2 separate regions of the Sminthopsis crassicaudata genome follow, and region 2 is linked to region 1. The links are chromatin contacts, called in public Hi-C maps. All regions are on one chromosome and are shown on one strand. The core of a region is the stretch at or near the end of the contact, and the rest is flanking DNA. Distances in the headings are between cores, read along the strand shown.

Region 1 (5,219 bases), core at 914-3,413:
GAAAGCAGTGAAAAGGGAGGAAGGGAAAGGGAACCAAGCATTTATTTAGCACCTGCTATGTACCCTGCACTGTTAAGCATTTTAAAAAGATCTCATTTGATCCTAACAACTCTGTGAGGTAGAAAGCATTAGATTTGGGAGGATGTGATCTGGATTCCAGCTCTATCTCTGCTGCTTTGTACCTGTGATCTTGAACAAGTCACAACCTGTTCCTCAATTTCCCTCTTTATGAAATAAGGACTGAAATAGGTAGCCTCTGAAGAACTTTCCCACCCTGTAGTCTATGTTCCTCTGGCTCATCTACTTTAGAAGCAGGTGAGTGTCCTGGGCTCTGGACCTTTCTGGGCCTGTTTTCTTAGCTATCATATGGATAAAGCATTTGCTGAGTTTCATGTCAGGCAGACAATGAGTTTGAACCCTGCTAAGCTAACTAGACCTTTCACACACTCAGTTTCTTCATTTGTAAAATGAAAGGGATTAGACTCTTTGACTTGTTATGGTCCCCTCCTGCTTAATCACCAAATATTTATTAAATGCCTGCCATGAGCTTATGGAGGTAAAAATAGAGAGAATGAAAGAATCCTGATTATGAAGGAGCTTCCTCCAGATCAGAAGGTCTCATCCAGTGGTTTTTTCTTCTCAGAATCTTTTTTTTTTTTTTTTAAACCTAGACTTAATCATTGTCAAACTGAGACCTGATGAAGACCTTAGCTTAAAAAGGTCAAGGCTTCCCAGTGCACCCAGGGCCATCTGCAGTCATCCTGATCGTTATCTGGTCTTAGACCCAGATGGTTCCAGAGGGAAAAAGTGAGGCAGGTGACCTTGCGCAGCCCTCCCTCTCTGAAATCCAATTCACTTGCATATTATGGCATTCCTTCTCTGATGTCATGGTCCTCTTCCAGAATGAAGGACAAACAACAATCTTAACTTGAGACCTCTGAACTTGTTTCTTTGAGTAGTTCTATAACAGTATTTGAAATAATTTCCTTTGTAATCCCTATGTATACTAAAAAACATTCTTCTGAGGCTTTCAGAGGCTTCCCAGACTGTTTCCTGCCATCCCCGGGTTCCTTCAAGAATAAGAGAGAAGCCTTTTCTTATCTACCTTAATTCTAGTGCCTTCTCTCAGTGGATTAGCTCAAACTTATCATATATAGGACGTAAGTATGTATATATACACACATACAAATATGTAAAATGTAGGTATATACATTATATATGTATATAGACACACTTACAGCTATACATCTTGTTTTCATGTTGTCTCCTCCATTAAAGACAGCTACTCAAGAAGAGACTTTCTTTGTATGCTCAGCACTATTATTAGCACAAACATGGTTTAGCATACAGTAGATGCTTAATTAATGTTCTTTTTTTTCTTCACATTCCTAATGATTGGGCATTTAATAAATGTTCATTGACTATTTTTCCCATTGTATCTTCAGCAGTTGGCAGAATACTTGGCACATAGTCGGTGAATAATAAATGATCAGTCCCTCTTTTTCCCCTTTATATCTTCAGTAGTTGGCAGAGTACCTGGCACATTGGTGATTAATAAATGATCACTGCTGCTTTTTCTCCTTTATATTTTCAGTGGTTGGCACAGTACCTGGCACATAGGTGGTGATTAATAACTACCTCTTTTTTCCCTTTATATCATCAGTGGTTGGCACAGCATATAGTTGGTGATTAATAAATGAACACTACCTCTTTTATCCCTTTATATCTTCAGTGGTTGAAACACTACCTGGCATACAGTTAGTGCTTAATATGCTCACTGATTTTTCCCTTTGGACACAGTATCTAGCACATAGTAGGAGCTTTGGGTCCAGGGTCCTGTGACACAAAGAAGGCTAAGAATCTCCAAGTTTATGTAGTATAGTATCCATCCAAAAGTGCAGAGAAGGGCCCGCCCTCCCCCTTCCTCGTGGGAAGCTTTGGGTAGGATGGCCCTGCAGGTCACTCTTTGCCAAAGCGTTTGGGGTGACAGGGGACCGAGCCAGGTCGAGGTCGCACAGCGCCCCTCGCAGGCAGTCGCGCACGCGGGGAGACCGCGCTGACGCCAAGGGCGGAGCAAAACAAAGCCCGGCCGGATGGGGGTAAGGGAAGTCTCGCGCTGCCCTAGCAACGCGTGCCTCTCTCGGCCCCGGATTGGCTGTGGCGTCCGGCGCGGTGTCTCCTGGGAGCGCGTTCCCGCCGCGGCGGCAGCGCCGGTTTGAACTTGGCAGCGACGGCGGCCTCGGCCTTAGCGGCGGGTTCCGTTCGGCCTCCCCTCCCCCGGCCCGACGCGGGCGGTGTGGCCGCGGCCATGGAGACTGAGGAGGGCGCGCAGCCGCCACCGCGCAGGCGGGAACAGGCCCCTGGAGGCTCTGGCTCGGAGCCCCCGTCCGCTGCGCGGCCCGCCTCGAGCCCGGCGTCCGTCTCGCTGCTGTCCCTGTCGCACAGCCTGCCGACTGACTGCGACGAGGCCGAGGAACTGCGGCGGCGCCGGGGCCGGAGGCGGCACCAGCCAGAGCCCGCCCCCTGGGACCGGGCCGAGGCCGACTGCGAAGCGCTGCCCGAACCCGCCCCCCGGGACCGGGCCGGGACCCACAGTGAAGCGCTGCCCGGGAGTCCGCCGCCCCTATCCAGCAGGGCGGAGCAGAAAACGTCGCTACTGCTCGGGGAGGAAAAGAACGAGGAGGCCGACCACGGGGGGAGGGCCGCGTCCCCGGAAGGAGGGGAGACCTTGGGGCGCGCCAGGTAAAGGGACCCGCCCCCGATCCCCTCGGTCGTTCCGGAAGCGATTTGAGCGCGCTGCGCTTCTGTGGGGCTGGTAGTGGCGGCAGCCACCGCCGGCCCTCTCTCGGGCGCCTCTAACCAATCTCCTTCTCTGACCTCGCCCCCTGCCCAGCCCCTGCACCTGCGAACTCCCTCCTTCCTCCCTCCCTCCCTCCAGGAGATCTCGGCCCGGTCTTCTCTACTCGGAGCCCTTTGGTTCTTCTTTTAGTGCTGCGCGCGCCCCTTCTCCGGGATCCCCAACTTTATAGAGATCCTGGCTTGTGCGAAGGGTAGTTCACTTTGATGCGAGTTTGGGAACTCCCTGATCCAATGAGACGACAGCACTGGCTTCCTTCTCCTAAACACTCCCTCACACACAAAGACATTTCGGAAGCCCCGAGAGCTTGTCTCCTGTAAACTTGCTCATGAAATTCACACTGAATCTATTTCAAAGTGATGCAAGGGAACCTGGCTTATTGGATACAAGACTAACCTCAAGAACACGTTGGTGCCTTCAGGGCTCGCTTCCAGCTCTGCCAGATGTATCTCCGAGCGCAACTAAGTTACTGATCGGGTTACTGTTGCCCTGTTAATTTCCGGGCTTCTGGAAAGCCGGCTGATGGGCACTGGAGGTGTCTGTACATTGATGCAATTTCAGCGTCGGCCCCCCTCCCAAAAAGTGTCTAGTGACACGATTATAGATACCATGATGTTAGCCACATCCAAAGATAGCTAAGGAGGCAACTGGGGAAGCAATGAGTCAAACTAGATCTTAAATTGAGCTTTATCTTTATCCCCATGTGACCTAATGAAAATCACTTAAACTCTGTTCCAAAATGAGGGAAGTTCCTGACCAGCTTTTAATCCTCTAAGTCTAGTATCCAATGTTGTTTTTGTACATCTTGCTATCAAGTCACTTCATATGCCCAGTGCTCCACCACTCACCTATTTTGCACTTGCTGAATGCCAGGTGAGGAGATCTTTCAGCCATGTTGATGGGGTTCACCTTAAGTTTTTGTTGACTAATCTCGTCTAGATCCTTATTGCTGCCTGGCAATCCTATTATTGTAACCTAATTGACTCTATTGTACTTCTCACAGTGACTATTCTAGGTTTTTCCTCACCTCTGGCCTCCTGTATCATTCTCCCTTCCTGTGCAGAAGTCTAGATCTCTTCTATAAATGGCCTTTACTTTTTTCCTAAAGAGAAGAGGAGGAGAATGGTACAGGAGGCCAGAAGGTAGGGGGGAAAAAACCTGGAATAGTCCAGAATCTGGCCGACAGTAGTGCCAAATGCAAGTAACCCGCGTTCCCCAGCTGCAGCAGAAGGCAGGGGCAACAGGCCAGATAATTCTAAGAAAGTGGGCCTAGTCTTAGCCACCCAAATCAGGATTAGTTAGGCCTGCCTTTAGCCATCCCGAGTGCAGGAGCTGAGTTGACCAAAGCACAAACCATCATAGTCAAGGTAACTCTGGACTTGGCAGTCACCAAAGTAAAAGAAAGGAGAGATTAGATGACTAGTGCAAAAAAAAAAAAAAAAAAAAAAAAAAAAAAAAAAACATTCTCAGAAGATTCTTTGAAATGGAAATGTTGATGAGACAAGATCTCTATATCTAGGTCTAATCTCTTTCTTAAGCTCTATAGTCTTCCTGCCAAACATTTCTCAGCTAAATATCCTTTAAGACTCTCAAACTCGATATCCTTGAAAACTCCTTAGATTTGCCACAAAACTTAGTTCTCTGGTAAAATGTCCTGTCTGTTAGTGTATTACTATTCTTTTGGTCATTCAGTTTCCCAACCTTGGTGTCATAGTTAACTCTTTAACCAATCTTTTGTCTGCCTTGTTGATTCTCCTTTCACTAAAACCCTCTTCTTTACTCTTTAATCCGTTCACTTGATTACTTCCTTAGTTCAAACCTTCATCACCTCACCTGGATTATTATAATAGTGTAGTTGGTGTCTTTCAACTTTTAGTTTCTCCCTTCTCTGATGCATCCTCTGTGTAACTGCCAAAGTAATCTTCCTAAAAGACAAGTTCTACCATGTCACTAACCTACTAAAAAGCCTTCAATTCCCTACTTCCTCTAGGAGAAAGTGTTAACCTCTGGTCTTATCTCTCTCTCTCTCTCTCTCTCTCTCTCTCTCTCCTTTTCTTTTCTTTTTTAACCTTTGCCTCTTAGAATATTTCTGATTTCCTTGAAAGCTCAACTTGTGATACTTCCTGTAAGAATTTTCTCCTGATCTGCCTACTTAGTGTTTTCTCCTCAGTCCTCAAGATATTATATATGTCTCTATCTGCTTGCATATAAAATATGCAATAAAATAAGTCTTTCAATGAAATAGAAGGTCTTTTTTAAAATTTATGTTGTGCCTATAATTCCCATGTTTGTCATAGTGCTTTGTGCATAGTAGGCACTTAATAACTTGTTGGATTAAATAGTTGCTGTGAAACCAACTTTA
Region 2 (5,219 bases), core at 729-3,228, 130 kb before region 1:
ATTTATCAAGTCTGAATAACTATTTCCTTAAAAAATGATCAACTAAGATTTAGAACAGAAGGGACCTTAGATGTTGTCTAGTTCAACCCTTTTTTCTCTACAAATGAAGAAACTTGAGTATCAGAAAGGATAAGACACTTGCTAAGACGCAGGACCCAGAAAAATGCCTGGCACATAATAACCACTCAGTAAGTGCTTGAGGAATTCAAGTGAATTGAATTTTTCATAGTATCCTAATCTTTTTTAAATGGTAAATGGGTAAAAATCTAGAGGCCTAAACTGGAAATTTGACCTTCAACATTGCATTCACATGACTTATTCAAAAATAGTAAATATCAGGCATATCACAGCTATCTACAAAATAGAGATTTCTGGGTGTCAGGGACTGTTTTGTTGTTGTTGTTGTTGTTTTGTTTTGTTTTGTTTTTGTGCCTGACATATAGTAGATATGTTAACAAATACATGTTGGTTGATCAATCGATTTTCAACATTTCATCTTTTATTTATAATGGACAATCTCCTGACTAATTTAGTTAACATAGTATTTTCCATCCTACAAAGGAAAGGAGACTAACCATTCCTTGACCATCCCTGAGAAGCATGGTACTGAATAGGGAGAGCACTGGATTTGGAACAAGAGCACCAGGAATAGAATTCTAGTTTTTTTTTTTTTTTTGCAATGCAATTAAATTGAAGTTGGCTCTCTCCTTCTCAACTCCCATTAAAGTTAAGGAATATATTGAATTTAGAATTTAAAAGAAAATGTTAAACTAAGAATCATAAAACTGAGGTAAGAAAAGGGGATCTTGGAGAGCACGTAGAAGGAAAGGAGCTGTTTAATTTCCCCCCCTTTAAACGGGAAGCCCCCTCCCATGGAACATAGTAGGGGCTTAATAAATGCTTGTTGAATGAGTTTGTATCTCCTGCTCTCTCCTCCCACTAAAATTTCCTCTCTCTGTGTCTTTTGCTCTCAAGGTTCCTCTCTATTAAAAGATCATAAAAAGGAAATGGGGATAATTCATTCCGAGTATAGCTGCTTCTTGATCTGCAGATTAAAAAGGGAAATAATATATGATGAAACATGGCTAGATGTCAGGATCAGAGATGAAGAGCTAGAAGGGACTGCGGTTGTGTGCTGGTCCAGCCTCCCCCACCAGAATTTTACAGAAGGGAAAACTGAGGAAAATTAAGGAATTTGCCCAAGGTCGTCCAGGTGGTCTGCTGTAGAAATGGGATTCTGATTCCAAAAGCTCTCCAGTTGGCAGGACACTCAAGATGTGACTTCGGGACTTTTCTCGGGGGCCAAAGACTGCTCGTAGTCGACTAAAAAAAACCAAAAAACAAATCAGAGTTTTTAGCCACCGCGACATCTCTTTGTCAAGTCCCAGCCAGCCCAGGTCCCTTTGCACTTTTTTATATACGTGGGAAGGAGACAATTCTAACCTAACTGAGGGCAGAAGGGACAGGCTTTTTACCTTTCAATCCCTCACTTCAGCCTGCTCCGATTTCAGTGGAGAGTGTCGGGGCAGGAAGAAGAGATAAACCGGGCAGGGAAGGGAGAGCTTTCAAGCTGGTCTTTCGTCCACCAGCGCAGCGGCCTCTCAACCTGCCCCACAAACCAGCCAAGTCAGGGATTTTTGCCTCTTCCCCGCCCCCTTTCCCCCCACTACCTTGTCACTCACACCCAGGGGACACGCCCCCAAAGCCTTGCCCGCCTCCTCCCCCTCCACGCAGCCAATGGAGACTCGCTTCGGTCCATATTAATGAGCTCGAGCCGTCGCCGCGCCAATAGCGCTCGGGGACGAGGGCTCGTTTTGCATGTACCTAAGTGATTTGCATAACTCCGCGGTCTGGGGCTCGAGAGCCGGAGCGTGCAACCCTAGAAGGGAAAGGGAGGCCCGCGGCGGCTGCAGCGCGCCTCGGAGCGGGGGCTGTGCGATCGAGAGCCGCGAGCAGGGGCTGAGACGGGGGTGGGGCGGCCCGGGCGCGGGCGGAATGGCCGAGCGGCCCGCTCCGCAACCCTGAGGGGCGGCGGCGGCGCCGAGCGAGGAGGGCCGAGGGAGCTGCCGACTGCCATGGCCGAGCCCCGGCCGGGCTGCGCGTCGCCGCTGCCGGCTCGCCGGGGTCCCTGCTGAGCCGGGGAGGCAGCGCTGAGGGGCGAGCCGCTTCTGCCCATCCATGGAGCTGCAGCCGCCGCGGGCAGCCAGACACAGCGCCAGCGCCGCGAGCGGCTGCGCCCGGGGCTAGGAGTGCGGAGAGAGAGCCCGGCCGGCCCGGCCCGGCCCCACCGCGGAGCGCCCGGGCGAGAGCAGGGGGCGCAGCGCGACGTGAAGGCGGAGAAGGCGGACGCGGAGCCGCGGGAGCCGCAGGAGCCGCAGCCCGGGCTGCCGGGCGCCCGCCCCGGGCCGCAGAGCGAGGCGCTGCGCTCGGGCGCGCCGCGGCGGCGATGCCGTGCCTCGGCTTGCTCTGCTTCTTGGCTCTGGGCTGGGGCTGCTCGGCCGGGCCCAGCGGCGCATCCCCGCCGCCCTGCCCGGCTCCTTGCCGCTGCGACGGAGACCGCGGAGTGGACTGCACCGGCAGAGGGCTGACGGCCGTGCCCGACGGACTGAGCGCCTTCACCCACTCCCTGTGAGTCCCCCGCCCGGCCGGGAGGGAGCGCAGCCCCAGGGCCCAGCGCCCCGAACTTCCGAGGCTGCCAAGGGCTTCCCCGGGGAGAGCCGGGAGCGGGTCCCGGGCCGGGAAGGGCCGGCGGTGGAGCGAAGGAGGAAGGGAGGGAGGGGAGAAAAGGAAGGGGGAGGGAGGGGAGAAAAGGAGAGAGAAGAGGAAGGGACGGAGGAGAGAGGGAAGGAAAAAGGAAGGAGGGAGGAGAGGAAAGAGGGAGAGAGGGAAGAGATGGGGGAAGGGGAAAGAGTGAAAGGAAGGGAGGGAAAAGGAGAGGAGAAAAAAGGAGGGGAGGAAAGAGGAGGGTAGAAGGGAAGGAAGGAAAAAGGAAGGAGGGAGAGGAGGAAAGAAGGAGAGAGAGAAGAGATGGGGAAGGGGAAAGAGTGAAGGGGAGGGAAAAGGAGAGGAAACGAAGAAGGAAAGAGGGGAGAGGAGAGAGGAAAGAGGAGGGTAGAAGGGAAGGAAGGAAAAAGGAAGGAGGGAGAGGAGGAAAGAAGGAGAGAGAGAAGAGATGGGGAAGGGGAAAGAGTGAAGGGGAGGGAAAAGGAGAGGAAACGAAGAAGGAAAGAGGGGAGAGGAGAGAGGAAAGAGGAGGGTAGAAGGGAAGGAAGGAAAAAGGAAGGAAAAAGAGGAGGAAAGGACACAAGAGAGATGGAAAAAGGAGAATAGAAGGGAGAGAAGAGAAGGAAGGAAAGAGAAGGGAGAGAAGGGTGAAGAGGAAGGAAACTGGAAAGGGAAGGGAGAAGAAAGAAAAGGAAGGAAAGGAGAGGAAAGGAGAGAATAAAGGGAGGAGGAGGGAAGGAAAGAAAAAGGGAGGAAGCAAGGAAAAAAGCAAGGAGTGAAGGATGGGAAAAGGAACAAAAGAGGAAGGGAGGAAAGAAAGAAAGACAGCCGGCAAGGGTGGAGGAAGGGCGAAGGGGCCGGCGGTGCTGGGCCTCTGCCATGGAGGGTTCTTGAGCTCTGGTGATGTGTGTGCCTTGCATTTTCCTGTGTCTCTGCACGTGGAGGGAGGAAACACCTGTGATTCCCTCCCCTCCCCCCTGAAGTTGGCAGTTCGATCAGATCCAGTCCAGAACAGATCCCTCCCTGCAGCCCTCCTGTAAAACCAGGGTCTTCTGAGGAAGGGAGGAGGATTGAGGGGATTGCTTTTGACTTTTAAAGAGGGACGGTTGATCTCTTGGAGGCTCAGGTGTCAGGAAACCTCAACTACAGTTTTGGGTGGTGCATGATAAGTTACATTGTATCTTCTTTCCCCATACATTTCAGCAGCTTATTGCCAGCTGACCTTGTTGATCCATGGACTTGACTGGAGAGGGGTCCTGTGTCAATAACGAAGCTACAAAGAAGCCCATTAAGGGCCCAAACCCTCAGTTTAGAAAAAAAGAAAGTTGGAAATAAGTAGGTGTCCCAAGCACTGGGCTTCTGTCACTTACACAGAATATCCTGAGTGCAGATCCTGTTCTGTGTCTGCTGAGTCAGCTGTGGAGTGATGACTTGAGGTCTGGGGGAATTGGAGACAGATCATGCATCTGACCCTAAAGCTGTGTCTCTGGGTCACTCCTTTATCCTTCTGAGCTTCGAGTAAATAAATCGTTAGGACCTGTTTACATAGATGAATGCGGTTGGGGTGGATGGAGAACTGGTTAGTCAAAGAGAAACATTTATTATACTCAGCCGCTAAGTGCTGGATTCAAATCCATAACTGAGCTAGTTGGAATGTTAATCCCAGATCCTTCCTTCTCTTCTCATCATTATAGTGTGCATCTAATAAATGATTAACTTAAGAGAATTAGAGGGAATGTAAGGATGTCTGGAAAACTGTTTGGAAAGCTCTTGTCTCCAAGAGGGATGAGGTTTTGTTGTTGTTGTTGTTGTTTGTCAGACAAATGATGGAGAGGGCTTCTTGTGTCCTATAGATAGGATTTCTAATGAGTAGAAAAATAGAGAGTTGTTATCAGTATGTTCCATACCGTTGCAGACCACCTCGGGCTTTGCCATTATGGTTAGCTTTTTTTTTTTCCCCCCTACTTCACTTCCCCTCTTGGTAATTGTGCCTTTGTAAGTATTTTACTTTTAATTATTCATGTAGTATGCCTTCTAATATTAATCCAAGCAATGCTGCCTTTGAATCTAGTGTTGAACAGTTTTATTCCCTAATAAAAGACCCTGAGATTTTTTTATTAGGTTAGGTAAGCTTTTGGTTGGAGTGAAGGGATCATAGGATCATGGATTTTTAAATGCAAAGGATTAATTTGGAGGTGATCACATCTCACCTCTCATTTTACAGGTGAAGAAATCAAGGGCTAGAAAGGGAAGTGAATGTGTCCAACAAGGTAATAGAGGTAGAAAGGGCCTACTTCAAAAGCCCTCTGATGAAAAAAACTATACTAACATAGGGAAAAGAACAAAACATTTCATCAATGGGAAATAGAAAGTAGCTTGAATTTAAACCTCAACTTTTTCATCTGAAAAATGAAAAGCTTGGAATAAATGGTCTCAAAAGTCTCTTTTGGCTCCATAGTTATGATCCTCTGGTTTTGTGTTTGTACATGTACTTT

The links. Hi-C and Micro-C count contacts between places; a contact is called where the count stands out from the background.
Region 2: a contact with region 1 is called in a Hi-C map of fibroblasts, with 4 times the contacts expected there. The contact joins the promoter of LGR4 here to the promoter of CCDC34 in region 1.

Annotation. Positions count from the first base shown.
Region 1 is chr6:216,738,328-216,743,546 of ASM4859323v1, reverse strand. CCDC34 (coiled-coil domain containing 34) reads left to right here and starts at 2,163. Exons shown (of 8, transcript XM_074276839.1): 1 at 2,163-2,742. The coding sequence starts at 2,309.
Region 2 is chr6:216,867,467-216,872,685 of ASM4859323v1, reverse strand. LGR4 (leucine rich repeat containing G protein-coupled receptor 4) reads left to right here and starts at 1,978. Exons shown (of 18, transcript XM_074274982.1): 1 at 1,978-2,628. The coding sequence starts at 2,447.